Regions from separate parts of the Mus musculus genome. Here all the other regions are linked to region 6. The links are chromatin contacts, called in public HiChIP or PLAC-seq and promoter capture Hi-C maps. All regions are on one chromosome and are shown on one strand. Each heading gives the region's core, a stretch centred on a gene start, on an enhancer-like site or on the middle of the called end of the contact. The rest is flanking DNA. Distances are from core to core; before and after follow the strand shown.

Region 1 (4,105 bases), core at 665-3,164, 390 kb after region 6:
GTCCAGGGAAAGTTCCCATTTGTATTTACAGAACACAGTTCTCCCCATAGCATGGCATGACATGGCATACATAGTATAGCATAGCGTAGCATAGCATAGCATAGCATAGCATAGCATAGCATAGCATAGTATAGCATAGCATAGCATAGCATAACATAGCAGCTTCACTCCGGGCTGCTCTAGCTGCACTCTTTCCCAGACTCACCTCTATCCTGGCTCCTGGACCCCCAGTGGCACCCCCAAACCTAGCCATCTGCCTCTCTCTAACTTGCCAACTGTCTAGACCCTTAAAGCCTCCACCTCGGGCTGGTGAGATGGCTCAGTGGGTAAGAGCACCCAACTGTTCTTTCGAAGGTCCAGAGTTCAAATCCCAGCAACCACATGGTGGCTCACAACCATCCGTAATGAGATCTGACTCCCTCTTCTGGTGTGTCTGAAGACAGCTACGGTGCACTTACATATATTAATAAATAATAAACCTAAAAGAAAAAGCCTCCACCTCTTATCCCCTTAGACTCCTCACTCCTACAGTTATTGCCTCTCTCAGTGATAGAGACCAAACCTAAGGCCTCCTGAAAGCTGGGCAAGCATCTTGACACTGAGCCGCATCCTCACACACCCTTCTTACTGTACCAGATGGTCTCTTAAATAGACACCGTCTTATTTTTTTATGGTGATCTATAAAATGGCAGCCATAGGAAGTTCTCCCCTCCTTCCGAACGTCACGAGTCCTTAATCCAGTCCCACATGCTGTGGTGACCCCAACCAGAGTCATTTTCACTGCTACGTCATAATTGCAATTTTTGTCACTGCTATGAATCGTAATGCAAATATCTGATATTTCTGATGGTCTTAGGCAACCCCTGTGAAATGGTTGTTCAACTCCTATGGGGTTGTGACTCACACAGGTTGTGAAACCCTGGATTAAAGAATACAGCTAAGGAGTTTTACTACTTCATGCTAACGGAGAGAGAGCCAGGATTTTAACTCAGGCAGGTTGGCTTCAGAGTCCAAATAGCTTAGCTGTGGTACTCTCAGGAGTCGAGACTTCTAGGGAAAGACCTTGATTCAATCCAGGTTATAATTAGTTAAATTTATTGATACTGGTAGCAGGACAGCAATCTCTGAGCCAAATTAGAGTCTGCCACTCAAAGGGGAATAAGGGATGAGGAAAGGATTTTTAAAAATGAAGACCACAAGACCTTGAGTATCTGCATATGCAAGCCAAGAGCTGTTTTGCTCTGCCAAGAGGTAGTAGTCAAGGGGACCTCAAAGTAGTCCAGAATGTCTGCACAAGAATGTCAGAGAAAACAAAACAAAACAAAACAAAACCAACAACAGCGACAAATACCGATTCTATCAAAACAAGTACAGATGTAGGCTTGTGGGTGAAGGCCGGTGTGTCAGGGTTACTGGGAACTTATTTTCCTGGCAAATCAAAAGACAAGTGGCTATTGGAACCAAGATGGATACCTAGCACGAAAGGCAGTCATCACAACTCAATGGCCCCTGAGTTTTCCAAAGGAACAGAAACCACCTTCCTTCATGTTTCTTCCTGTCTGCTCCTTCCTCTCTGTGATACTGGAGAGAACATTGAGTTTTGGAAGGAAGCTGAGTTGGATTTAGATTACAGCCCAGCAGCCCCTTGCTACCTGTGTGACATTTTGCAAAGTCGATCTCTCTTTAGAGTCTGGGCTTCAATCTCTGCGTCTGTGACATGTGTGGGGGCAGGGGTGGGGGCACCGCCACTATCCGGCGCTGTTCTGGTGACCCTTCCTTGTACTTCTTTAGCACAGGAGCAGTGCTTAGTAGATGGGACTCCTAGGTCCTTTCTTTACCCAGCCCACTCCTATCTGCTCCACCTTCTGCTAGATCAGCCACCCTCCAAGAGTCCCCCCACCCCAGGGTGTGTCACTTCCTCCTCTGCTGCCTCTCCATCTGTACACAAGGGCTGCCACTGCCACCGGCGGAGGAAGGGCTGCTCCTCCTCAAGCACCTGTGAGTACCCTCAGGGCAGCAGCCCACCCACCTCCTCCTCTCACCCAGGCCTACTTGTTCCCTACCTCTCTGTGATCTGGGCTCTCCAGTGCTCTGTCTAGTCTTGAGAAAGGCTCTGAACCCCCTTCTGCACTCCTATGGTCCCCACTATTTCTTTCTCGGTTATCCCAGCCTCCTGCTGCTCATCCATTTGTTTCTCCAGTGGAGCCAGAGGGAGGGAAGGAGATTGCGATGCTATACGTGAGTGTTTTCTGAGAGCTAAGGCTTACTTACTCTTGTGCTTCTCCCAGCATCTCCTGTCTGTCCCTGGCTGCTATCTTTGCAACTTGATGTTTTTTGCACAGTCCAGAAGTCTTCCCACTTGGCACCTTAGCCACAGACTCCACATTCCTGGTCTACTGAGGCTTGCACTGTACATGTGCATGCTCACACACATGCACACACACACACATGCACACGCACACATACGCATGCGTGTGTGCATGGAAGGAGACAGGCAGCAGGTGGCAAGATACATGGATTGCCAAAGAAGGGAGAAAGGGACAGAATTGAGAGGGGCAGGAGAGGTCATGTATGAGTTCAGAGCCCCCTTTAGGAGAGATGAGTGGACTTGATGTCTCTGTCTTGTGGGGGGAGTGGAAGTGAAGCCCCATCTATGAGATGAGTCAGAACTAAATTTTGTGCTGCAGAGTCTCGAGCCTCCCTGACCACAGCGCAAAGCACGCAGGTCTGAGGTTTCAGTGAGGTTAAGCCTGGGGTCAGCCTCTCCCTGAGAGCAGAAGCTCTGTAATGTACTACACCCATCTGAGGTCACATGGGGTGGTGAGCAGGATGGGGTGTTCAACGGCTCAGTACCCCACCCTTCCCCATACTCCCTGTAAAGAGCATCAGTACCTGAGTCTGGACCCAAGCTGAGGGGGTTGTGGTTGCTGGCTAGCAGGCTCTTGTACACTGCTGGTGGCCATGGGAACACCATAGCACAATCCCTAGGGAGCTTACGCTGCAGTCTCTACTTACCAGTGTTGCCGGCGGGTACTGCCAGTCTTCCAGAGGGTTCCTTGAGAGTCATCTGCACGTGTGTGATGGCTGCATGTGCTTTCCTTGTGTGTGTGTGTGTGTCATGATTAGTCACAGTAGGCAATTAGAAACCATTACATTTTTGAGACTGGAGAGAGCATTCGGTGGCTAAGAGCACTTGTTGCTCTTGCAAAGGATCCAGGTTTGACGCCCCCCTCAGCACCCACATATTGCTTAACAACCATCCATCACTGCATTGGCAAGGGACCTGATGCTTCTGCGCTCTGGGGGCACGCGTGACGTTAGACACATCAAGGAGAAGGAATTAATCCGACCAAAAAATATTAAAATCTAAAAGAAAGAGAAGAAACTATGAAGGTTTTAGGTGAAGTCGAAGGTGGAAACGAGGGGTTTTAACATGCTTGTCAGATGCTGTGCTAGACATCCATCAGACCCCAGATAATTGAATGTGACGCCCATCATTTTAGGTTAACTACTTGTTAACTCACACAGAGGGAGTTTATAAGGAATTACGGGATCTCTCTATGTAGTCCAGGCTGGTCTAGAACTCCTTATGTAGACGAAGCTGGCCTTAAACTCACAGAGATCCACCTACCTCTACCCGCCCTGCGCTATCAAACATGGCTCTGCAGCTCCAGTTCTGGTTTACTAATGCTTAGCTTTATGTTACTACCACACACACACACTCTCTCTCTCTTTTTTAAAGATTTATTTATTTTATATATGTTAGTACTCTGTTGCTGCCTTCAGACATACCAGAAAAAGGCATCATATCCCCTTATAGATGGTTGTGAGCCACCATGTGGTTGCTGGAAATTGAACTCAGGACCTCTAGAAGAGCAGTCAGTGCTCTTAACCACTGAGCCAGCTCTCCAGTCCCCATATTGTCTTGAATAATGTAGCATTATTAATTTTGATTAATGAAAATGTCTTTTGAGACATATGGTCTAGTCTGGTCTTGTTCTTCGGCCTCTATCTCCAGGTATTGGTATAACAGCATGCATCATCCTAACATCTTTTATTTTTGACTCACTGCCTATTTGATTTTTATTCATTAAAAAAAAAAATC
Region 2 (3,748 bases), core at 329-2,828, 300 kb before region 6:
CTGGACCCCGGACCACAGCACAGGTCTGCCTCTCCCACCTCCCATTTTAGAACCCCTTTCTCTGTCTGGAATGCCAGTAAATCTCACTTGGAGGATCTGGCAGTGGATTCACAGGATTAAAACTGTGTACCAGAGCGGCAAAGAAAAAAATTGCATTCCAGGAGAGGATTCAAATCTTACACATTCCCTCTACAGAGATTTTTAAAAATCTCTTCTGTGCTCTTATAAAACATTCATGGTTAAATTTAAAAAGAAAAAAAATTGTACATTTCTATAGGCTCTGGAGAATTAGATCCCCATTTTAATGCTATAGTATCTGGTGGTTGACAGCTCCTGAAAACTCGGGCAAGGTAAAGGTTCTTATACTCTCCCCAAATCCCAACTATCCACTGGGTTGAGGGTTTTGGACTAAGTTCCAAGACACCAGAGGCCCAACCCCAACCCATTCCTGGCTGGAAGCGGATTTAGGGGCCAGGATCCCTGAATGAGGCTGGAGCAGGCTGGGGGAGGAGGAGGCGAGCTCCCGACCAGAGCCGAGCCGAGCCGGCGCTCGGGCGCCTCTGATTGCTTCACTCTGGACCCGGCAGCTCCGGGGAACGTGTCGGAGCAGATTTCTTCCCCAGCGCATTCCTCAGCATAGCTCGCCCGGCCGGCTCCATCGACAGCCTAGCCGAGCCGGCGCGCCGGGGCCAGACGGCGGGGGTGGCTGAGGCGCGGAGCCGCGGGGCAGGCAGGGCGGGGAGGGGTCCCTGGCGGCGGCGGCGGCGCCGCCGCTCAAGCCCCTTCCTTACCTGGGAAGGGAGACTTCCAGAGGTGGGCGGACTGCGACTGCTCCTTGGAGCAGTACACCTGACTGTCCCAGCCATTGGAAAGAGCCCAGTGCTGGTAGCCTTCAACAGGGATGAGCGCGTCGTGACGCGGCTCCGGGTGCCCGCTGATCCCAGGCACCACCGACACGTCCAGGTAGCCGGGCATTGCCTGGTAGGAGCTGGCGAAGCTGGGGTAGAAGGCGAACTCCTTAGCCCTGGAGGACAGGTCGTCACCAGGCAGCGCGCCCGACGGCTCTGGGTACTTGTCCCCCGGATGGTAGGCGCAAGGCTTCTGCTGCAGGTTCACGTTGTGCGACAGGCGGCAGCCGTAGTAGCTGCCCCCAAATGGGTAACCATAGCCCAGGGTGGCGCTGGACGAGGTGGGGGGCGCCGGCGGTGGGGCGCATTGGCGCGCCGCCTCCGGGGCTGGGATGTCCGTGTAGACGGCGCCCTGAGGGGCACCCAGAGGAGCCGGCGGGCGGGCCAATACAGGGTGCGGGAGCAGGTCGCGGCAGTGGCTGGCCGGGCAGCTACCGCCCAGCCCGTCCATGCTCGGGGCTTTGCCGGGGCTCGCTCCGCTGCAGCCACCCCCCGCGCCGCCCGCGCCGCCGCCTCCCCCGCCGCCGCCGCTGCCGCTCTCCGCCGCGCTGTCCTCATAGACGTACATAAGGCTCTCCGGCCAGCGCGGGTGCAGGAGCAGCGAAGTCGTCATGACATGATCTGCTCCAGCTTTTTAAAAACTCCACTTGCCAGAGGCAGCGAGCTAGGGAGACACCTCGCTCTCTTTTTCCCTCCCCCATCCCTCCTCCCTTCTCTCTCTCTCTCCACCCCTCCCCTCCTCCCCCCGCCACCCCCCCCCCCGGTGCTTCCCCCTCCCTAGCCGCATTCCCACTACGCATGCGGACACACTTCATTAAGAAATCCGGCGACTCCCGCCCTCCTCACCATAGCACGCCCCTGGTTCCCACGTGACCACAGCCGCTGCACGTGATGCTAAGCCTGGGTCTCCTGGGGTTCCCTCCCCGGGAGATGGGGCGGGGCGGAAAGAAATGAGAACTTTGTTGATTGGCTCACTGGAAAGGAAAAGGAGGAGAGAGCTGGGAGATTTAAAGGGACGGGCAACGCCCCCTAGGCAAGCCTTGTTAGGGGAGGGGGGCAGAGAGGCTTAATTTGGCCGACGCAAAGGGACCTAGGGAGAAGAGGATGGCTCCTCCTCCTAGGCTCTGGACTGAGAGACGCTGAGAGGCTCCGGTTCTCAAACAGATGGCTTTGACTACCGAAGTCTCTAAATTGGGGCTTGGAGCTGAGAATGGAGGCAAACCTGGAATTTTAGTAATAATAGTAATAGTAATAATAATAATAATAAATCTAGCTAGGAAGGCTCCAGCTGTGGCAGTCAGCTCACGGCGGACAAGGACCTCACCGAGCCTTTGGTGCCGAAACCAGAGTCTCAAACTCCGACCTCAGAGGCTTTCCCCAAAGCCCCAGTTTGTCTGGAAAAGGGCTCTCTCCTGTATCAGACATGATTGGGCGATTGGATTTCCCAAATGCAGACTTCGTCCCGATGTGGGGAGAGAAATGATGAAATACACTCAGCGAGAAGCAGAGGCTAACGGAGAGGGGCAGAAGGACAGATTGCCATTTCAGCATACAAAAGGGATACCGGAGACTCCCCCCGCCCCCACTCTCAAAGAAACAGAAGCAGATTCTGACTGAGCAAAAGGAAAGGCCGGGATGCTTGCAAGAGTCTCTTTGGGTTCACACAAGGAACTGTAGAAAGCAGAGAAAACCTGCCGCTCTTTAAAGGGACTTCTGACAGGTGCAACTCCAAACATACAAGTACAAGACCACCCCCCCTCCTCAATGGCTTGGGCTGATGGGGTGATAAGCGCTAAGGAGCCAGGCAGCTTAAGTTTAAGCTGCCTTATTCCCAGTTTCCTTTCAGGATCACTCTTGTTCAGGCAGAGTACTTAGATCCCGAACTGTCTTCTATGTCAAGAACAAATTAGCACCAAGTTACTGATTTTTATAACACTCACTTTTTTCTGCGCCCCCCCCCCCACTGGTTAGGGCCTCAGTAGAGTCACCCCTTTGCAGAGGGGCATCTCCATGGAATTGTGCCAAGCTCCCTTTCACACATACCCCTCCCTGAGGAGAAGAAGTAATAAAGAGCGAGCGAGAGAGCAGGAAAAAAATAATAAAGAGGGAGAGAGGGGGGCTGCGGTGTCTCTCTCCTTCTTGCCTCTGCCACACGTTTTAAATGCTGGGTGCTGATGTTCACACAGACTCTCAACTGTGAACACCCATCAAGACTAATCCTAGACCTTTCAATTGGAGGCAAATGTTGGAGCCTGCCTCAAGACCCCTAAAGGAGGAAGGTGGTCTCTGACGGTTGACAGCCCCAGGCCCTGGTGAGTCAGGACAAGAAATGGAATTTTTGTCAGCATGGTCGGTCTTCATCCAGAAGTGAGTCCTCCTCGGAGTTTTGAAAGCAGGCTTTGTACTGGGATGGCAAAGAAGAAAAATACAAAAGAAGCTTGAAACCCTGGCAGATCAGCTTATCAATGTTTGTGGGGTGGGGGTGGGGGTGGGGGAATGATGGTTCATCAGGGAGAATAAGCCAAAGGGAAATCTTTGAGAGTCCTCTGGGCTCGGAGACAGGCTACCCTGCTGCTGGAGTCCAAGGTCAAGGTAAAAAAACAAACAAACAAAAATACAAGGAGAACAAACAAGGTCTGGCCAAGTCTAGACTGGGTCCGGTGAACTTGGCCCCCTTGCCTAAGGCTGGCTGAGAGGGTTGGGTGGCCAGGAGGACTGTGGGTTTTCTTAGCAGTGGGTAGTAGAGATTGTTTCTCCTCCTGTGAAGTGCTGTGCCCCCATTGAGAACAGGGAAGTAGGCCAAGCTGTGGGGCCGCTAGGAGAAACAAAGGACCTGGGAG
Region 3 (3,691 bases), core at 164-2,663, 330 kb before region 6:
CTGCCCCAGGCTTGCGTACAGTCAGGCTGGGCCTACCCAGAGAGAGGCCTCGGACCCTGGAGAGCCACCGCTACCTTCCCCTGCAGAGCAAGGGAATCTCTGATTCTTTCCCCACTCTCCTGCCACCGCCAAACCCCGGCTTGCCCCGGTTTCTTCTCAAAGACCCGCGAACACGTAATTTGAACATTTTTAAAAGTCGTTTTAAAAAGAAGAGGAGCGGCCTTGGAGAGCTTCCCTGGACTCCAGTTCTGCCGCGTCGCTTCTGTTCCTTACCTCTCCCCTTCTCTGGATTTCTCCCAGTCTGTCCCTCGCCCTCCCCTTTCCCCCTCCACCCCTCCCCTCCCTCCCAACCCCCCAGCAGTCCGACTCCCCATCCTTTCTTAAACGCTCCTCTAAGTTCACGATCAAAGTTAATATCGCCCGCAATGGTGGCACTTTTAAAAATTTCACAGACCGAGGGAGATAACGGAGGAGGGGGGCTCACCCGGCTTTTCCAAAGAGCCCCTTTCCCTCCCTCCCCACCCCTTCTCCATCGTAAAAAGTCGAGTCGTTGGGAGAGAGGGCTTTGTAGGTTATAATAAAATCCTTTGAATGCTTATAAAACTCCACATAAAATCAGACTGACCCAAAACACGAGGCTGTCCGCGCTCCCCTGCCCCCCCCCACTACTCCAGCCCTCCCTCTCCGCTCCCTCCCTCGCTGCCCTCGGGTTCCCGGCCGCTGCTACCTACTGGGGGCGGCTCCCTTGGCCGGCTCCTTGGTCGCCGAGTGGGAAGAACCGGACGAGCTGGGATTCGTGTTCTCCTCCTCGGCCTCGGCCTCAGCACCGGCCTCTGCCCGGGACGCAAGTCCCGAGGCGGGGGGCGCCTCAGGCTCCCCCTTGGCCTCGCCCTTGCCGGAGCAGGGGGGCTCGGCGGGCGCATCTCCCCCACCGCAGTAGGCGTTGTCGAAGAAGCGGTCGAAAGCTTGGGGCAAGACGCTGTTCTTGTTGACTGAGGAGTAGAAGCCGGCGGGGGCCGCGTGCGGGGCGCTGGGGTGGTGGTGGCCGCCGTAGGAGCCTTCATTTTTCATGAGGATCTCAGTGACTGTGGAAGGAGGCAGGCACTCCCGGTGCATAAGCTCGTCGGCCGCCGCATAACAAGACGAGTAGCTGTTCCGATGGTGCCACTTCCCGGACGGTTCCAGGCCGTAGGAGACCTCCCGGACCGGGGGCACTTGGGCTGAGTAGGGATAAGAAATCTGACGAGAGGGAGCCTGGGGTAGGAAGGAAGAGACGGTGGAGAACTCAGGCACGTAGTAAGTGCAACTGGGCAGATAGAGGTTGGAGGTGCAGCTCCCTCGTTCGCCGAAGTCAGCGCCCCTCTCCTTGCGCGAAGGCGAGCAGAAGTTGCCCAGGTTGACCGAGTTAAACATCGTTCTCTTCTCCTGCCTCCTCCGGCTGGAGGTTTTGGACCCGATCTAGCGAGGGGGGAAATTTTGGGAAGGCGAGATGACGCGTTATCCGTCTTAGTCTCTCTCCCCGAGCACGTGATCCAAAGTAGATATTGTCATATATCAGTTCGGAGCACTTCGCAGACGTAGGAGGGGTTCTCTCTTAGGTAAGATCGGGGACGTTCAGGCGATTGGTTTGCAAACACCGCAGAAACATTATGAAAATCAATTGCAGATTTGTATTCGTTTTTCTCTCGTCACTCCCCTCCTCTCCATTCCACAGAGCGAGAAAAGGAGGAGAGAGAGAGAGGGTTGGGGTGGGGTGGGCGGTGGGATGGGCGGGGGCGGTGGCTGGGAGGGGGTAATTGTATTTTTTTTTAACTGCTGTTCTTTTCCCCCCTAGGATTGGGGGAAGGAGAAGGGTTTTCCGTTTCGGGGTCTTGGTCCCCTCCTTATGACAAGCTGGGGGGCGGGGGGTAAAAGAAAGGGTCTTTTCCTGCCTGATTTCCCCGGAAATATTGGATGCTTCCCAACAAGTTTCAGGGACTCTTAACCCTCTACCTGAAGAATCAGAGCTTGTTCATAAGAAGTCCTTTATATTACTTTCCTGACCAGAATAAGGTGCGCTCCCTTATAGGACAGGCTCCCAGGAAGAGTATCTGAAGTTTCCCAAAGGTGAGGCAGCCCAGCTATGAGCCAGTGTCCCAACTTTGTCTAGCTTGCTGTGCTGCCGCTGGCTAGGGACTCCTATTAGTCATAAACCAGTGGTGAGCAGTGCGCCAGCCGCCCAGCCGGTGCCTGGCGAAGTCTGGGAAAAACCTTCTCTAATGTTGTGTTAAATATTTAGTATGAGAGAGTGGCCCTGGGTGAATATTTCATGCCTGCCTTTATTGTCAATCAATGTGCAGAAAGCTACATTCACTGTGGATTTTAAAATCCCAAACCCCAAAGAAAAAGATTTAGAGTGAGAGTCATCTATCTTCTCTATCTGGGGCCCTTCGGGTTGGGAGCTCAGCTTCAGCTAATAGGCTGAAAAGAAGGCTGGCAATAAGGTCCAGGCAGGATGTATGCTAAGGGAACTACATTTGGAGAGGTTTTTTTTTTTTTAATGATTTGGGGAGCTTAGGTGGGTAGAGGTGTCTATCTCTAATACCAATCAAAAAGTAGGCAGGGTAGGGCCTGAAGTCCCCAGCCTCTTTCACTCCTATTTCTTCTCTACATCTCAGTCCAACCCTGCCCTTCTCCAAGTCTATAAACCCTCCTTGCTGGACCGCTGTGTCCATAGGGGAATACTCAATGACTCCTTAAACCTCCAGTCCCTTTGGCTATTACAACATACATCTGGGCATCTGAATATAACTTTATGGAAATGTTCTGGGCTGGATCCATGGTGCCCAAACAACTGGCACAAACAGAAAGCAGCAGTAACCTTGGTCCTAAGAAGGAGCTGTCAGGACATAACATTTTAGAAAAGAGCAACTCAACCCTGTACTCTTAGACAAAACCAAAGGTAGTCTAAACCATTCCCCCACCCTCAGGGCCGCCTTCAGATTGGTTTTCCCGCTTTAAAGTGTATTTAATTTGATTTTCTTTGTTGAAGGATGAATCACTGAAAGCCCCAGTCAGACAGGAAAGACAGAAATGGCTAGCTTATTTCCAAATATATCTTCCCAAATCCATTTTTCCTCAACTTTTCTACCTGCCCACATTTACTCAGACTTTACAACAATACTTCGGTGAAATCTGCCTCCACCATAGTCACCTTCTCTGTGTGGGTGGGTGAGTGGGGATGTCTCCAATATTGTAGAAGAGACTTCCAGTGCTTCCCTATGTTTGCACTTAATGATAGGCATTGCTTCTTGTGCTTTTTAGTCCTGGCCAGATCATAACTGAAGGTAAATAACTAGATTGGGGGCATTTCTGTAGAGAAGGGACCAGAAACAGAAGATTCTGTTGCAGTTCCCCTTTCCTTTAGTCTTTTTTATAGGAGGAGCTGGGGGCAACGTTTTTAATTATAATGGTGGTGAACAACGGACTGGGGCTTTTATGGGGTTTGCGTTGACCTCATCAAACTTGCGTTTACTGGAGGCAAAATGCTCCCCAAACAGTCATAGAAGCCAGCAAGAAGAAGGCCAGAGGTACCCCATCTCTTGCAGAGATGAGGGTGGTCTTGGCTCCTGCTTTCCCCCGTTTTCCCACTAGGTTTTTCTTACTTTTTCTTCTTGCTCTTCAGGGCAGGGTGGGGATCAATCCCCTAAGT
Region 4 (3,882 bases), core at 1,058-3,557, 480 kb after region 6:
CTAGTGGTCTAGGAACGCTTGGGTTCAACCCTTAACCAGGACAAATTGAAGGTTGCAGAAGGGGCAGAAAATAAAAGGTTTCCAACCTGCAGGGTGCATCTGGCTCTGGAGAGCTTCTGGGGTCCTGGGAAAAGCTCAGGACGCAAGTAAGCCATAGCTAGGAAAAGGCTGAGCTGACGCAACATGCCAAAAGATAAGCTCACACATGTTCTTACTCCGTTCCCTCTGCAGTGTCAACGCTGTTGTCTGTCTGGGTACCATATCTTCCTCAGACCTTGTCCCTCACTCCCCCCATTTAATGCCAAACTGGGATGATGCTTCAAACTGCCTTCTCCAACCAAAACACACCTTCTCAGAGGAGCCCTAGAACCCTGAGCTCTGACACTAGAAACTGGAGCTTCAACCCCTCACTCCAGTGTGCTCGTGTGTGTTCCTGTGTGTATGTGTGTGCTTGTGTGTGCTCATGTGTGTATATATGTATGTGCATGCGTATGTGCCAATGCACATGTGGGGGGACTCATGTATGCATGTGCGTGCATGCGTGTATGTGTGTATGTGCATGCATGCATGTATTCTTGTGTATATATTCATGTGTGCATGTGTGTGCATGTGTGTGTATGTGTGTGCCTCTGTGTGTATGGTGTGTGTGTGTGTGTAGGCTGGCCTGAGATTATGTAGCCAAGGCTGACACTGACTGACCTTCCCGCCTCCACCCCTAAGCACTGGAATGGCAGGCCTGCACTGCCAAATGATCCAAATTCATTTCTCATCCCTTTCTATGGAAAAACCAGGGACTTGCTATCTTCCATCTCCCGTTGCTCTTCACCCCCATCTTTGGGGTGCTGACTCACTCTAGTCCCACCCACCCAATGACTCAGTCTTCTGTGTTCATCCCTGGGATAGGGTGGGGCTGGAGGGCATCCAATTCCTACCAGGTTTAAATCATAAGTCTGATTTGGCAGATTCCTTCTCTTCCCACTTCTTCAGCCCTCCCCAGGCCCTCTAGGGCCTGCTCACTGCCCCGGTGTCCACTGCCCCCGTGCCCACCGTCTGCAGTGCCTGCTACCCCCGGTGCCCGCTGCCCACTGTGTTTACTCCCCCGGTGCCGATGCTCCCGATGCCCACTGCCGTTCACAGTGGCACTGAAGGAGGAGCAGGAGACATTTCTTAGTGTGTGGAACTAGAGTTTGAGATTCCCTTTCCTCCTCCTCCATAAGGAATCTAGGTCCTGTCTCCAGTGTGAGCCTGGAGAGCCATGGCGTTGACCCTGCGGGGTATAGAGGAAAGCTGAAACTCAAATCCTCCATCCTCCGCCTACATACGTCTCTTTCCCTTTGGAGAAAATAGATAAGGGAAAGGGAGAGCAGAGGAGAATTCAGACATCTCTCTTGCTTATTCTAAGGTGCCCCTATCAGCCTTATAGCTGTCCCCTGACGTTTCCACTTCACGTTCCACTCAAGGCCCAGGAAGAACCAATGGGCCGGTCCCAGAGGCTTGAAGAGGCTGCCCAACCTGCATCTGTCCAGATTCCTACCAGGAGAGACTTGCTTCTCCTATCTCAGGTAGGCAGGTGGGAAGCGGGGAGGGAGGGGGGAGACATGGACTCACCCGACGGCCCTCTGGCGCGTTGACAGCGGCCCTGGCCGATTAGCAGCGCCCGCAAAGGCGCCTCTTCGTTCTCTCGGGGTTGGCACTGCAGTCCTGGGGCGCACTTAGGGCTGTAGACCCCGCACGGTTGTCCCTCTCTCCTGAGACAGCCTCCGGCTTCTGTACAGCCGTCTGCAGGCGATCCCGCGTCTTCCTCCTCCACGCAGCCCCCGCGACAACCAGTCTGCATCCCAGCGCCGCAGCCGGGGCACCCCGCTAAGGCGGACCCTGAGCCCGCAGCGAACAACAGCATTAGCAGCATGAGCAGCGGCTGCGTGGGCAGCCCATCCCAGGTCATGGTCAGAGTTTTTGCCCTGTACACTCCTTCCAGAGAGTCCAGTGCAGCTGCTGCTGCGGGCTCCTCTTTAAGAAGCAGAGGTCTGGGCCCGGCCCCTTAAAAGCCAGGTGAAGGGGGAGGGGAAAAAGGCAGTCCCTTAACTGGGTGGACTGGAGGGCCACCCACCTGGGTCCACCCGGCTTTTCCCTCCCTTCTTCTCCGCCGCTGTTTACTTCCCAAATTGTTCTGATGTTTTTTTCTTGCTTTGTTCCTGGGAATCTCGCCCGGAATTTGGGAGCTGTACATCTGGCTAAAGGGATTGTGGAGTAGGGAGGAGTAAAGGGGAGGACAGAGAAGGTGAACCGTGAAATCCAGTTAGCATGAGTGTATGTGCAGGAAGATGAGGAACCTGTAGATAGTGTGAGAATATTGGGGTGGGGGACGGTGATAAAGGTGACCCGAGAAGGGATAGTATGGGGGTGGAGATTGGGGGTCGGAGGGACTGTGCATCGTGAAAGAGATGTGTATAAACGCTAGGAAAGATGTCAGGCATATGGGCAGAAGCTCCCACGGAGGGTAAGAAACAGACCCAGAGAGAGTTGGTAAAGCAAACGGGGAAGGTAAAATAAAGACTCCTGGCCTGTGTCTGTGAAAAACAAAACCATAAAAACGCAAGACCTAGCCTTAGAGACAATAATAGGAAAAGCTGGGGCTGCTGGGGGTAGAATGAAGACTGCTTTATGAAGAATACACCTTGAGTAAATGTAGAAACCCTCGGAGACCCCGGAGCTGAGCTGGGGACGGAGGTAAAAGTAGGGGACTGTATTCTAGATGCATTTAGGGACAGTGGTCTGGCCACAGACTGGGCCTCACTCTCATCTCTGCACTTCAGATTAGCTTGTCTCTCCGTTGCTTTTTTCCTGTCTCCTTTCTATAGTCGTTCTTTGGGTCTTCTGGATTTCTCAGGCTGATCTGTGCCCAAGATTTGGGAAGGAACTGGTCGGAGAATTTCAGTACCAGATTGCGCAGTTGCCTCTGCTAGTTGGCTGCTCCTGTTCTGCCCATCGAAAGAAAGGCGTGTGCCTGCTCAGCGCTAGGCAGAGTCCCACTCAAGGCAAGGGTGGGCGGGTCCTCAGTACTCCTACGGCTCTCAAGAAACAAGTGGGATTGCTACATTGGACCACCCCGCCCCGCTCAATTCTGAGTTATGCAACAACAATCTCATTCTTTCCTAAAACAAGGGCCTTGGGCAGTGACTAAGTTTAAATTCTGGGCCCCCAAGCAAGAATGTCAGCACCGGCTTCCTGAGCTTTTAAGCAGATACAAAAAAAAAAAAAAAAAAAAAAAAAGCCGGAGGCTTCTCTGAGATTTTAGGTTTTAACAGAGTTTAGAAAGCGATGTTTTCCCCGTTGCCATGAGATACAGATGCTGATTGAACAGGCAGGAAAAAGTGACTGTTATCGTCCACCAAGGCCCTGGAGCCTCCTCTCCATGTTCTGACCCCAGCGTGGGGAGCCTTGGTTCCCGTCCAAGCCCTTATCCCTACTATTTATTTACTTTTTTCACTGCACATGTATCTAGCTAGAGTCTTTTTTATGGACTCAGGTGATACGTATTCTGCCAATTCAAGACAAAATAAAGTATAAAAGCAGGTTTATTGGGGGCAGCTCCCGGGAGAGTTCACCGACCACACAGGAGAGGAGGGGGTTAGTGAAGTCACCCAGCAGAAGGAGACAGAGAGGAGGGGGAAGAAAAGGAGAGAAAGCCATGAGCAGGGAAAGAAGAGATGCAGAGAGACAGACAGACAACCAGAGAAAGACAGACAAACTTCTGAGGGAGAGGAAGCACAGCCCCTGGGTTGGAAAATTCAAAGTAGAGGGCAGGGTATGCCAGTGTCCCGGTAACAGATAGGGACTGAGGGATGGTGGGAGAAAGAACCTAGAGGCCAGGTCCACTTT
Region 5 (4,273 bases), core at 1,188-3,687, 330 kb after region 6:
TCCTGTAGCATCGTACAGCTGATAGGCGGCAACTAAACGACAGGCGGTTGGAGAAGCAAAGTGAGGGACCTCACAGGGGACACTGCCATCCTCCAAGAGCACCAAGAAGCTCAAGGCATTCAGCCGAGTTGAGAACGCAGCTCGCCGCTCCAACAGTGCCTCTGCTCCCTTCCAAAACAGAGAGAAGCTGCCCCGGGTCACGGCCTCATAGTCCTGAGGGGCAGCCTCTCCAGAGTTCTGAACCAAGCAGGCATGGAGAGGCTGGGCAAGGCGCAGCACAGTGTCTGGGCTTCCCTGAGTGGAACCATTGCGAAGTAGGATGAAGAGAATGCGTTCCAGGTAGAGGGGAGGGCGCTGTGGAGTAGACAACAAATAGCCATCACAGGCCAGCTCTGCCAGGTCCAAAATACTCCTCAGGTGCCCAGGGCAATCGAGCTTGGCAGTCAACTGCTGGGTGCAAGCCCTCAGGATGGTATCGCAAATTTGTCTTCTTTCGGCATCTGTTCGGCTGCTGGGGAAATCAGTCCGGGATCTGGACAGGAACTCCTAGGAGAAAGAATCAAGCCGCGTGAGCAGAAAAGAAAGGGGGGGGGGGGCAGAAACAGGGCCCCACAGGTTCTCATGTATCTCTCTCCAAGTTACGGCAAAACACAAGCCAGGCTTGGTGACACAGGCCTGTGTGAAGGCAAAAAGACAGAAGAAAAGTTCAAGAGCTTCCTGGGCTTGAGCGAATGAGCACTGTCTCAAAATAAAAAAGTGAAAACAGGCCGGGCAGTGGTGGCTCAGGCCTTTAATCCCAGCACTTGAGAGGCAGAGGCAGGTGGATTTCTGAGTTCGAGCGAGGCCAGCCTCATCTACATAGTGACTTACAGGACAGCCAGGGGCTATGTAGAGAGACCCTGTCTCAGAAATCTTTAAACATATATATAATATTTAGATAATATATAGCTTACATATTTCATACTATATATTATATATGCTTGTATATAACATATGAAGACATAGATGATATGTTATTTTTAAAAGTGAAAACAGATATAGAGATATAGCTCCGTGGTGAAATATTTTCCTGAATGCATGAGATCCTGAGTTCAATCCCCAGTATGGAAAAAAAAAATTTTTTTTAATTAAAAATTAGAGGGCTGGTGAGATGACTCAGTGGTTAAGAGCGCCAACTGCTCTTCCAAAGGTCCTGAGTTCAAATCCCAGCAACTACATGGTGGCTTCACAACCATCCCTAACGAAATTTGATGCCCTCTTCTGGAGTGTCTAAAGACAGCTACAGTGTACTTACATATAATAAATAAATGAATAAATAAATAAATAAAATTAGAATGTAAAATTTACTATAAGGAGAATGATAAAACGTAAACAAAAACCGATGTATAACTCTCCCAAACGGAGAACATAAACCAGAGTGTCCTTAGGAGATGATCACATTAGTAGCCCTAGGGGAAAAAAAAATTTTTTTTTTCAAAGACAGGGTTTCTCTGTGTAGCCCTGGCTGTCCTGGAACTCACTCTATAGACCAGGCTGGCTTCGAACTCAGAAATTCACCTGCCTGTGCCTCTCAAGTGCTGGGATTAAAGACATGTGCCACCATTGCCCGGCGGAAAAATAATTTTTTAAATAAAAATAAAAACAATAAATAAAAAGGAAAAGGAAGCCGGGCGTGGTGGCGCAAGCCTTTAATCCCAGCGCTAGGGAGGCAGAGACAGGTGGATTTCTGAGTTCGAGGCCAGCCTGGACTACAAAGTAAGTTCCAGGACAGCCAGAGCTATACAGAGAAACTCTGTCTCGGAAAAAAAGAAAAAAGGAAAAGGAAAAAAACACAGATAATCTCAGAAACTAGGTGTGTCCTGAGCCATAAAGGGTCCCACCTTCAAGTCAGGCAGCAGCTGCTGGGTCTCCTCCTTGCTGCAGAGCAGAGTGGCGAAGTTGACTCCTTTGAAGTTCCTCATGGCAAAAGTCTAGATACAACGAAATGGTTTGTAGAAGCCTGCGAAGGGTTGTAATGGAAATAACTGGAGGAAAGAAGGGATTGAAAGTTGTAGGAGGATTCAAAGGATGAAGCAGGCAAAGAATCCCACCAGAAATCCTATGCGGGGAGAGGCCGATATAAACTGGGCTCCCGTTACAAACTGACAAGTCCACTGTTCCTTCCTCCAGGACGCTCCTTGTCCTCAGTGTCCCACCAGGCCACCGCAGGGGTCTCCACAGGGTCCTGGGCGCCGAGCACACCCTTTCGGGGGCCGCCGAGCCTCCGCAGAAACGCCCCGTTTCTTCCCAGGTCAGCAATGGGAATGTCACTTACCGCGGCTTGAGCGCGCGCTCACCAGACCCTCCGTGCCTTAATTCCCTCGAAGCTGCCGTTCCTCACCGGCCTAGCAGCGTCCTCCAGCCCGAGCTCCACCAAGCACCGGGTGGGCACGCTTCGTTTTCCGCGCCAGCACCTCCTTTCAAATATCCCTAGTGACCAATCAGCGAGAAAGCGTAACGCAGGCCGGCCGCGTGGCGCTCTGGGAGTTGTAGTTTATCTGCCGCGCTGTCTGTCACGTGTTCCTGGAGGGGCGGGTACAACTCTGGACCGGAAAGACTCTGGGACACAGTCTCCTTCTTCAACCTCAGTCAATTACAGTCATTTCGCAGTTGGGTGGTCAATCACTAAGTCTTTCTTGCCTTTATTCCCTGAGCTCAGGCAGGATTTTAAATTTCAAGAGAATTAAAATAAGAAACCCACATGGCTTGCTTTGCGTTACTAGGAAAGAAAAGGTGTAATAGCCTTTGATGTATTTTTTTGTTTTTATTTTTGTTTTTTGAGACTGGTTCTCACTACGTGATCCTAGCTGTCCTGGAACTTGCTAAATAGACCAGGCTGGCCTCTAAGAGAGATCCACCTGCCTAATGCTGGGGTTGAAGGTGTACACCACCACACAGGGTCTTTGGGATTCTTTAAAACTCTGACTTTGTGGAGAGGGACACTGAAAAGGGTGCAGGGACAACCTCCGGGTTCTCCTAGGTTCTCCTCCCTCCCAAGTTTGGATTCCAGCCTACATCTTACATGGGTTGTATAAGAAAGGCTATAGAGTTGAGTGAAGAGTAAAGGGAAGAATTCATTGTGAACGTTCACAGTCTTTTGTTTTGTTTGTTTTTTGAAACAGGGTTCAAAATACTGAGCGTAGGGATTTCTGAGTTCCAGGACAGCCAGGGCTACACAGAGAAGCCCTGTCTCAGGAAAAATCAAAAGAAAGAAAGAAAGAAAGAAAGAAAGAAAGAGAGAGAGAGAGAGAGAGAGAGAGAGAGAGAGAGAGAGAAAGAAAGAAAGAGGGAGGGAGGGAGGGAGGGAGGGAGGAAGGAAGGAAGAAAAAGAAAGGGGGAGACATAGGAAGGGGAGGGAATAAGAGAAAAAACTGACATCTCCCCCACTAGAAAATTTCAGCGTGGGAATGGCAATATTTAATGCAGACACTAACAATGCCGAGCTTTTTTCTCAAGTCAGGGGCATAAGGAAGAAGCAGCCATCCTGGAAATTGACCACCTTTATCTCCTAGCCATGGCCCCTCTCCCTTATCTGCCTGCCTACCAAGTAGTCTAACTCCTGCTCTCTCAGATGCACTATAAAGTCAAGGGTGGTACCAAACATCACCCACCACCAGAGGGTAGGGAATACTTACTAAGGAGGCTGAGGAGCTAAAAAAGCTTAAAGTTCAAAGGCAGCCTGGGTTGTCTAGTGAGACCTCGTCTCAAAATCAAAACAAAACAAAAAATCTTTTTAAAAGCGGGCCTGGGGCTGGAGAGATGGCTCAGAGGTTAAGAGCACTGACTGCTCTTCCAGAGATCCTGAGTTCAATTCCCAGCAACCACATGGTGGCTCACAACCATCTGTAATGGGATCTGATGCTCTCTTCTGGTGTGTCTGAAGACAACTATGGTGTACTCCTACACATAAAAGAAATAAATAAATATTAAAAAAAAAAAAAGCGGGCCTGGAGAGATGGTTCAACAGTAAACAGCAATGGCTGCTCTCCCAGAGGGCCTCTGTTCAATTTCCAGCACCCACATGGTGGCTCACAGCTCTCTAACTCCAGTTCCAGGGATCTGGTCCATTTGGGTAGCAGACACAGACATGGTACCCAGGCATATGTAGAGACAAAAACACCTATAAACATAAGTATAACAAATTAATTTTTAAAACGAACAGTATTTGTTACAAGGTGGGCCTGTTAATTCAAAACTATGATCCTAGATACTGGGGAGCCTGAAGCAAGAGGAT
Region 6 (4,291 bases), core at 1,180-3,679:
CCCTCATGTGCTCGATTCAGTAGCACATATACTAAAATTGGAACGATACCTAGAAGATTAGCATGGCCGCTGAGCAAGGATGACATGGAAATCTGTGAAGTGTTCCATAATTAAAAGTAAAGACAAAGCAAAACAAAAACCCCCTCTTTATTTCACTTTTGCTATATAGGGAGAAATCCCTTGGATTCTTCCACCATTGAGAGGATGCCAAGAGGTTAGATAAGATCACTGACAGGAAGTTCAGAAAGCTGAATAACAAAAAAGCTGTGAAGGGAATCAGGTCTGGTGAAGCATGCCTGTAATCCTAGCACTCTGGACAGAGGAAAAGCATTTAGAACACATATTCTAAGTTACCCAGATAGTCAGACCCTGTCTCAAACAAACAAACAAAGAAAAAAAAAAAAAGAAAAAGAAAAAAAGAAGAGAAAAGAAAAGAAAAGAGAAGAAAAGAAAAGAAAAGAAAAGAAAAGAAAAGAAAAGAAAAGAAAAGAAAGACTGTGTTAGGTGTTGATATTTAGCTCAGTGCTGGAGTACAAGGCCCTGGGCTCAGTGCCTAGAACAGAGAAGAAAACAGCTTCAAAGGGGGAACAGAGCCCATTACCACCCCTCCACCCCACCTCACCCCTTCTTCTGCCCTACCCCATACAGCCACACACTGGGCAGAGACTATGGCTACAATATTGCTACTGTTATAAAGAAGAAAACACAACTAGTTAGCTGTCGGGATCCCTGGAATCCCTTGTCAACTCTACTTAAATCTGTTCAATTCTTAAGCTTTTATTTACAGTAACACAAACACAAAAAGTACCATCTTAACCACATAATTTGTGTGTGTTCATGTGTATCACAGACTGGTCTCAAATTCACAGAGACCTGCCTGCCTCTTCTTCAGGATAAGTTTTTCAAATGTAGCTCTTATATTTGATGTTCTCCTGAAAGTCTCAAGGCTGTCTCTTAATAATTCAACTCCTCAGGCTAAAGAGATGGCTCAGCAGTTAAAAGAGGACAGACCATTCTTCCAGAAGACCTTGTTTCTAGTCCCAGCACTGACACTGCAGGTCTCAACCATTTGTAACTTTAGTTTCAGGGTACCTGGTGCCCTCTTCTTGCCTCCACAGGTAGGCATCTGGTATGTAGATGGTATACATTCAGGCCAGACAAGTGGCTCATACTTAATACAAGTACTTAGGTGGAGGCTGACACAGGAAAATGAGTTTCAGGACAGCTTGGCTTCAAAATAAGCCCTGCCTCATTCATAAATAAATAAATAAATAAATAAATAAATAACTTTCTCAAGAGGACTTCTCTCAATACTAGCAATAGTGTTTTTCCCCTCTTAGAGTTGCTTTCGGTCTCATTACCCTGAAAAGCTCTTCACTTTCTGAAGTAAGTATAATTATTGACTTATGACCTATCTCTCCCTCAACCGTAAAATAAAAATTCTGTCAGAGAAATTTTCCACATGACCAGGACAGTGTTGTGTGTGCTTTTGTTTTTGACGTAGTATGTGCTGTTGGTATTTCAATAAAATACTTGCTGGGTAACATATACAAATTTTAAAAAAAAAAATCACTGTGCTGTGGCTTCACACTGAGCTACACTAACAGTCCTACTTTCTCTCTGTAAGTGTGTGTGTGTGTGTTGTTCACAGGTATGGAGGGTTGTCCAAGAGACCAGATGACAACTTCAGGTTTGGTTCCTCAGAGCTATCCCCCTTATTTTTATTGTTTGTTTAACGCGGGATTTCCCACTGGCCCAGAAGGCTAGACTGGTGATCATCCATGGTCTTTTGGGGGTGGGGTGGGGGGTTGTTGAGACAAGGATAGCGCTGGCTGTCCTGGAATTCGCTATGTAGACCAGGCTGGCCTCGAACTCACAGAGATCCGCCTGCCTCCATGTGGCGATTAGAGGCGGGCGCCGCCGCGGTGAGGCTGGAGTTGAACGTACTTCCTCACACTACCATCGTAGCTCACACACAGCACACACCGGGCAGGGGCTTCGGCCAGTGAGGTGCTGTCAAGTGTAAAGCAGAAAGTGCAAGCAGTCACCTGCTCGGATCGACTCTTGCTTAACTTCCTCCACACAACTAATGACCAGCTTGGTGACTGAAGTCCCTCTCTTGGCTCCGCTCCCTTAATTCCCCTTTATCCGAGGGCTGCCTGAGACACTCTCAGTCCCTCCCTGCCTTTGCTTCACCTTCGGACCTCCACAGCTACAGACAGATCGGCAGCGTTAGACGCCAGGGCCGCTCTCCCCGCGCTGCCCACACTTTGCAGCCGAACACGTGCGAGTCGTGTGTACAGCGCTCGCCCAACCTTCCACTCAAGCCACGCTCACAGCAAGCCCCGCCCCTAGGCCCTGGTCCAACTCAGCCCCACGAGTCGCGCCCTCGCCCCCACTTCTCGCGAGAAGTGAACACGCCTGGCCGGACGGGAGGAAAGTATCTGCTCCGCTGAGGGGGGAAAGGAGGAGCAGGAGACAGATTGTGGGACCGAGCGCGGGCGGGCGGGAGGCGCCGGAGCTACCAGCGGGTGAGTCCTGTTAACATTAGCTAGTCCGTGGCCTGACAGGAGTCTCTCCTTCTACTCTGGCCAGTCCCAGCGTCCCGGGCCGGGGTCTCCCCTCCCAGTCTGTTGGACGGGGGCGCTGAGGCGGTGGCCAGGCCTGTCTGAGGAAGAGGGTGGGGCGTAGGCTAAAGACAACCAATAGGAGAGAAGGAAGCCACAATTGGCGGCCATGAGCGCTAATGGGAGATCGCCTTTACCTTGCGGAGTGCCGCCCTCTTCTCTTCTCCCGCCTCCTTCCTTTTGGAGGAAGGCGGGGCCAGAGGACTGAAGTGTGGGGAGAACTTGGGGTAAGTAGCCCCGGGGGGCACAGGGCGTGGCGAGGAAAGGGGGGTTGAATCCTGAGGGAAGCGAAGTCTAGTGGAAGTCTAATGGAGGGATCTTGGAGTGGAAGATAGAGGAGGACTGCTAAACTAGGTTGAAGACTCAAAAGATTTCCCAAAAAGTGGGTTTAGGGCTTGGCACTGCAGAAGGCAGAGGTAAATAGGCAGGAGGTAGGTTTGGGTGACGAGAGCCTGGCTCAGGTGAAAGCACGCGTTGTGTGGTCGAAGTGGAGCATTGGGAAACGGGGGTCCTGGCGTTTCGATTGAATTCAGAAGAATCTGAGCAAGAGACACGGTGTCAGAAAGTATGGATCTGGACAGATTAAGTGGATGAGTTTAGGAGGACATGTGAGTGGGTTGGGTTGCTAGAAGGCATCGCTTCGGTGATAATATGGAAATCCAGAGGGTAAGGGGGGATATTTGGAGAAGAGACAGCGACTGACATACAGTCTGGTTCTTTCTTCAGTCGGGAGACCGCCAGGATACTGCTTAGTGTTTTTTGGTGGATATGGCACCCAGACTGGTGACCAGCCAGCCAAAATGCTGGCCCGGGGGTTGAGAAGAAGAAAAGTAGGGCGCTACTCTGATTGTCATTTTTCCAGTGTTCCACTTTCCAAGTTTCATTTCTTTCAGAACACAGGGATGTGGGCCTGGGACTTCGCAGTCCAAGTTGGAGACCCGTTGGGACTTCTATGTTGCTCTGAAATGCTTATTATGTGCACTCACTGGGGTGTTTACTACCCAGGGCACCTCCTACCCAGATTCCCGTGTTACTACTTTCCTAACTTTGTTTTCTGCTTAGCAGAGGGTGTTTTAATATCTCTCAGGGTTCATATGAAGTATAGGTTTGTGGAGATGTGCAGGTTTTTTTTTTTTTTTAATTTCAGCAAACTCATTTGTTTCCTATGTTTAAAATTTTTTCAGCAGTATAATTTCTGAAGAAACTATAGGTACTCTAAACACTAACAAATAAATTTTGTTTCCTTAAATGTGAATTTTCCCTTTCGTTCATTAAGAGTTATTTAATGGATGATTGAACTTAATCTTAATTATCTTGTATATTTTCTTGTTTATTAATTGGGGCAGTGTTTCATATAGCCCAAGTACACCTCAGACTGAGATAACTGAGGGTGACCATGATCCTCCACCCACCTCCCAAGTGCTGGGATAATAGGTGTGTACCACCATATCCAGTTTATGTAGTACTAGGGTTCTCAGGGTCTTATACATGGTAGGTAAGAACTCTGCCATGTGAGCTACAGTCTTTAGCCCTTGTGTGTGTGTGTGTGTGTGTCTGTGGTTTATGTAGTGTGTCATGTAGCCCATACTAGCTTTGAACTCATTTTTAAATTTCTGATCCTTCTATCTCCACGTACCAAGGGTTGATACAAGCATTCGCTTCCA
Region 7 (3,820 bases), core at 15-2,514, 370 kb after region 6:
TGCCTGAAGGTTCTGAGGACAGAAGTAGCCCAGTGGCAAAGAGGTAGCTCTTGGTCTACAACATATCTAGACTGGAGCAAGGGTTACTGGGGAGTATCCTCTCCTTAGTCACATGTTTCTGGACTCCTCCCCTCCCTCCTGGTCTGGAATAGTCCCCACACGCTGCAGACCCCTGCTTGTCCTGGGGCCTGTCCTCTTTAGGTTAAGCTTTTCAATGCTGCCAGCAAGTAAGGCCTGAGCTTCCTCTCTCCCTCTGGGACCCTTCTTTGCCCACTTGGTGATTGTCACTCCTGACCAGGACATGACAGACAGGGGTGTGGTAGGGGGCCTCGGACTCCAGTTTCTGGCACAGGGCTCTGTGTATACAGAAGAGGTTAAATGAAAGGTTTGCCAGGAGCAGGGCAATAGAGACAGAAAAAGAAAGATGAGTACACAGTCTTTATCATGGTGGTTCACACTTTTAATCCCAGCAGTCATGAGGGCGAGGCAGGGATCTCTGAGTTTGAGACCAGCCTGGTCTACACAGAGAAACCTGTTTCAAGGAACAACAGCAGCGGCAACAATAACAATAAAGGTGTAGCCGGGACACTGAGCCAAAGAGAAGGAGGGCCTTTAAGGCAAAGTGGGGACACTGGTGTGCTTCGTATATAGGGGTGACTTTATCTGGAGTGTGTGTGTTTGTCTCCCAGTCCACTTGTAGTGTATGCGTACACAGCATCTCGAAGACTGCTTCTGCACAGAACTCCAGTGTATGCAACAAAAACTGTGAAGAATCAGGAGGGTTGAATATCAAGAATGTAGGGGCTACTTGTGTGGCTGTAATACAACGGAGGTTACAGTGTGGTGTGCAGGGTGTGTGTTTGGAAACTTCAGCTGGACTCTCTGAGTGTCATTCTGTGAACCTGCCTGACACCAGGCAGTGGGAATAAGCCTTAACTCCCGTGAAACGTATTCCTTGCAGAGAACCACACAGCCTAATCATAGAGTCTTCCGACTTGATTTCCCCAGGTTCTATGGGAGGTGACTTAAAGGAGCTGAAGTCAGAAAGGAAGATGGGAAAAGCTGGTGGTAGGAAGGACGCTAAGAGACATGGCTGGTACCCAGTGAAAGTCTCCTTGTGTTCTTTGTATCCTAGATACAGGGAGATGGAGGTCAGGGTTCAAAGTGAGGTCACGGTATCAAAAGCAGCAGGCTGAGCCCCATCCTCAAAGGTCACCCTGAAGGAGAGCACCAACACCAGGGAAGGCAGCTGAGGAGGGTGTGGCGGGCTAGCATGGAGGGACAGGCCCAGGCAGAGAGGTAGCAGGTGGGGTAGGGAGGAGGAGAAGGCCTGGGTCCAGACAGTGTGCTTGGGGTGGGGCGTCCAGCTGAAGGGAAGAAGGAATCCTGGAGTTTAGGGACCCTCTCTTGGTGGGAGAGTAATGGACCAGAGGATGAGAGAGTGACATCTCTCCTTTGCTTTGATCCGCTGTCCCTTTTTGGATGTAGCCATCTAATCATAAATGGGAGGGGTGGATCAGAGCCATAAATCTGATGACGACACACCCATACTCACCTACACTGCAAGGAGCCTCTATCTCTCATATTCAGTGTACCACCCTCTTTCTTTCTCAGGATAAGAAGGGATGGTTTAAGGAGGGGCCTGAAGCTTCTCCTTGGGGGCTGGATTTTGGATTGAAGAGTCAGCCCCTGGCACCTTGGGGATATCCTTGGTGAGAAGAAATCTTGCTCCACCTCTTGGGGCTCTCCTGGGGCCTCAGTGGGTGAGGCAGGCATCATAGAACCCTGTCATGGAGGAGGGGAGAGGAGAGGGGAGCCTGAGCTGCCGAGCTAGGCAAGCATAGACCTGTGTGCATGAAAAACGGAGGGAGTGCACGCGCACCCGTGTGTATGCATGCATGCGTGCATACAGGCCTGCGAATGAAAGGCCAAGTGTCTGGACCTCCGTGTATCTCTCACGAACACTGATGTGTAGTCTATTTGCTTTTCCAGATTACAGGGGCAGAGTGTACCAGCAGAGAAAGGATCCTGTGGTCTTGAAGACCTGGCCCAGTTTGTCCTTCAAGTATTGTGGCGGTAATAGTCGCCATGGTGGTGGGGCCAGTGTCTGTGGGGCAGGGACACTGAGAGCAGACTGGCACAAGGAGAAAAGGGTTGAAGCTGGAGATGCCCAGACCTAGTCCAGAGGGGCAGCTATACAGGTGCAGACCCAGAGAGGGGCCAGGAGGCACAAGGGAAAAAAGTAAGGAAAGAAAGTCATGGCAGATGAGGGTGGCAGGCAAGCAGGCGGCAGCGAAGTCTCCTCCAGGAAAAAAACCCCAGTGGCTGCCTCTTTCTCCTCCCCTCCCAGTCTCTCCTCCTCCTCCGGCTCCAACTCCAGCCCCAGGCCGACACAAACGGGGCTTTGATTGCAACAGGAAACCTCTCCGGCGGGGGGAGCCGAGCTTGCTGCCGCTGCTGGGGCCCAGGCGGCACCCCCCCTCTCCTGGCCCCCTACCCTGTCCCAGCCCCCACCCTGCCAAGAGTGCCTCACGTCCTCGCCTTGGGCCTCACCCTCTCTTTCACACCTCCCTCTGCCACCCCCTCTTCTTGTCTTCGAAAGACCCCTCCCAGAGCTCCTCAGGTGGGACCTATCCCTTTAGGACTTACCCTTTTGGGCGGGGCCGACTTTGGTTTGAAATACCTCTTCAGTTTTTAGAGTGAGATTTTTGGAAGAAAGGGAGGGTTATTAAGCAGGGAGAACTCCAAGTGTGTGATCCTCAAACCTCACGAAAAGGTAGCAAGACCGAGAGAGAGAGAGAGAGAGAGAGAGAGAGAGAGAGAGAGAGAGAGGACTTCGCTGTCCCGCTCCCCCAACCCAGTCCAGGCCAAACTCACATTTTTTTTTTTTTTTTTTTTGCCAGGAACTGGTAGAGCTCTGAGGGGTGACCAGGCTAGAAGCCTCAGTGCTGTTGGCCTTCTCAGTGGGGGAGGGGCACATTCTTTCCCCCGGGACCATAGCTTTTCCAGGATCTAGCTGGGAGGGGGGTGCACCCTGGTGGTGGGGATCATAGGGAAGGGGGTGAGTCAGGCACCAGCCCCCCCTTCATGCCCCCACCAAGGCTGGTGGGGAACATCTGGTTCCCATGAAATGCTAGAGGCTAATGGGTCTAATTGCTGCAATAAGGGTTGGGGGGTGCTTTGGGGAAAAGAGGGGCACTAGATTCCCCCCATTTTGCTTTCTAGTCAAGGCTATACTGTGTCTTGAGCAAGGGCTGGGACTGATGGCATAGACTGGTCTGATACCTTAGTACCTTTTCCCAGTAATGCTCGCAAAGTACACACAGATGGGGTGATGAAGACTGGGGTGCATCTGGTGGAGAGAAAGGGGGGCTTTTGAGAACTCATGGCTTCCTGGAGCCCCCCCCCCCACACTTTTGTGCCCTTCTCCCAACCCCCTCCCTGTGGCCTGGCCACTTCTGGTTCTAATTACCAACCAGGCAGGCCTGACTTAATTGGGACCTTTCAGATTTCGGAGGGGGAAGGGGAACTTACAAGCCTGAAGTTGACTCGTCAAGACTCTTTTTTCATGTTGCTTTTTTTTGTGTGGGGGGGTACTCTTCATTTTCTACTTTTTTTGCCTACTGGTTCTATTCCAATTCAGATACTTAGTCCCGGACTTTATTTTTTTCTGTTTTTTTTTTTTGGGGGGGGGTGTGGGTACGGTTGGATTCAGAAATGGAGTGTTGGACATTATGGGAAAGTTCACATTAGGTTGGAAAGATCTTGTCTTCGTGCCTGCTGCAAGCTCCCAGTTTGCCAGTCCACCCCAGCCCACCAT

The links. Promoter capture Hi-C pulls out the DNA fragments that hold promoters and counts their contacts. HiChIP or PLAC-seq counts read pairs in DNA pulled down with a chosen protein or histone mark.
Region 1: a contact with region 6 is called in an H3K4me3 HiChIP or PLAC-seq map of pro-B cells, with 3 times the contacts expected there. The contact joins the promoter of Itgb7 here to the promoter of Atf7 in region 6. A contact is called at or near these places in 4 of 115 datasets of contacts at active chromatin or transcription factors (bone marrow-derived macrophages, memory CD8 T cells, pancreatic cancer cells and 1 more).
Region 2: a contact with region 6 is called in an H3K4me3 HiChIP or PLAC-seq map of stem cell-derived neural progenitor cells, with 2.0 times the contacts expected there. The contact joins the promoter of Hoxc13 here to the promoter of Atf7 in region 6. A contact is called at or near these places in 2 of 39 promoter capture datasets (the SN4741 cell line and liver), 2 of 484 Hi-C or Micro-C datasets (both in embryonic stem cells), 1 of 115 datasets of contacts at active chromatin or transcription factors (stem cell-derived neural progenitor cells) and 1 of 9 other capture datasets (pancreatic islet).
Region 3: a contact with region 6 is called in a FOXA1 HiChIP or PLAC-seq map of pancreatic cancer cells. The contact joins the promoter of Hoxc11 here to the promoter of Atf7 in region 6. A contact is called at or near these places in 2 of 39 promoter capture datasets (the 3T3-L1 cell line and the HPC-7 cell line), 2 of 115 datasets of contacts at active chromatin or transcription factors (bone marrow-derived macrophages and pancreatic cancer cells) and 1 of 9 other capture datasets (pancreatic islet).
Region 4: an HNF4G HiChIP or PLAC-seq map of pancreatic cancer cells shows a contact between it and region 6. The contact joins the promoter of Igfbp6 here to the promoter of Atf7 in region 6. A contact is called at or near these places in 10 of 39 promoter capture datasets (the C10 cell line, the SN4741 cell line, cranial neural crest and 6 more), 1 of 484 Hi-C or Micro-C datasets (CD8 T cells), 2 of 115 datasets of contacts at active chromatin or transcription factors (extraembryonic endoderm stem cells and pancreatic cancer cells) and 1 of 9 other capture datasets (pancreatic islet).
Region 5: a contact with region 6 is called in a promoter capture Hi-C map of pre-B cells, with 2.9 times the contacts expected there. The contact joins the promoter of Espl1 here to the promoter of Atf7 in region 6. A contact is called at or near these places in 7 of 39 promoter capture datasets (3T3-L1-derived adipocytes, the C10 cell line, cranial neural crest and 4 more).
Region 7: a contact with region 6 is called in an H3K27ac HiChIP or PLAC-seq map of stem cell-derived epiblast-like cells, with 5 times the contacts expected there. The contact joins the enhancer-like site here to the promoter of Atf7 in region 6. A contact is called at or near these places in 2 of 39 promoter capture datasets (maxillary cranial neural crest and pre-B cells), 1 of 484 Hi-C or Micro-C datasets (embryonic stem cells) and 3 of 115 datasets of contacts at active chromatin or transcription factors (bone marrow-derived macrophages, pancreatic cancer cells and stem cell-derived epiblast-like cells).

Annotation. Positions count from the first base shown.
Region 1 is chr15:102,229,744-102,233,848 of GRCm38.p6, reverse strand. It overlaps Itgb7 (integrin beta 7), which reads left to right and starts at 1,914. Exons shown (of 15, transcript NM_013566.2): 1 at 1,914-1,998.
Region 2 is chr15:102,918,961-102,922,708 of GRCm38.p6, reverse strand. It overlaps Hoxc13 (homeobox C13), which reads right to left and starts at 1,578. Exons shown (of 2, transcript NM_010464.2): 1 at 792-1,578. The coding sequence starts at 1,521.
Region 3 is chr15:102,952,248-102,955,938 of GRCm38.p6, reverse strand. It overlaps Hoxc11 (homeobox C11), which reads right to left and starts at 1,413. Exons shown (of 2, transcript NM_001024842.1): 1 at 732-1,413. The coding sequence starts at 1,413.
Region 4 is chr15:102,142,611-102,146,492 of GRCm38.p6, reverse strand. It overlaps Igfbp6 (insulin-like growth factor binding protein 6), which reads right to left and starts at 2,307. Exons shown (of 4, transcript NM_008344.3): 1 at 1,609-2,307. The coding sequence starts at 1,945.
Region 5 is chr15:102,294,457-102,298,729 of GRCm38.p6, reverse strand. Espl1 (extra spindle pole bodies 1, separase) reads right to left here and starts at 2,437. Exons shown (of 31, transcript NM_001014976.2): 1 at 2,315-2,437; 2 at 1,881-1,970; 3 at 1-546. The coding sequence starts at 1,961.
Region 6 is chr15:102,623,602-102,627,892 of GRCm38.p6, reverse strand. Atf7 (activating transcription factor 7) reads left to right here and starts at 2,429. Exons shown (of 12, transcript NM_001310067.1): 1 at 2,429-2,531. It overlaps Gm25141 (a small nuclear RNA gene), which reads left to right and starts at 8; the gene lies at 8-114.
Region 7 is chr15:102,248,170-102,251,989 of GRCm38.p6, reverse strand. The region is part of intron 3 of Rarg (retinoic acid receptor, gamma); the gene reads left to right. Among named protein-coding and RNA genes, the nearest start is that of Rarg, 7.4 kb to the left of the region's middle. Within about 2 kb of position 1,264, at least 54 of the 459 cell types and tissues checked have an H3K27ac peak or open chromatin away from gene starts, as enhancers often do. A contact at or near this core is called in embryonic stem cells and stem cell-derived epiblast-like cells, where this site is marked.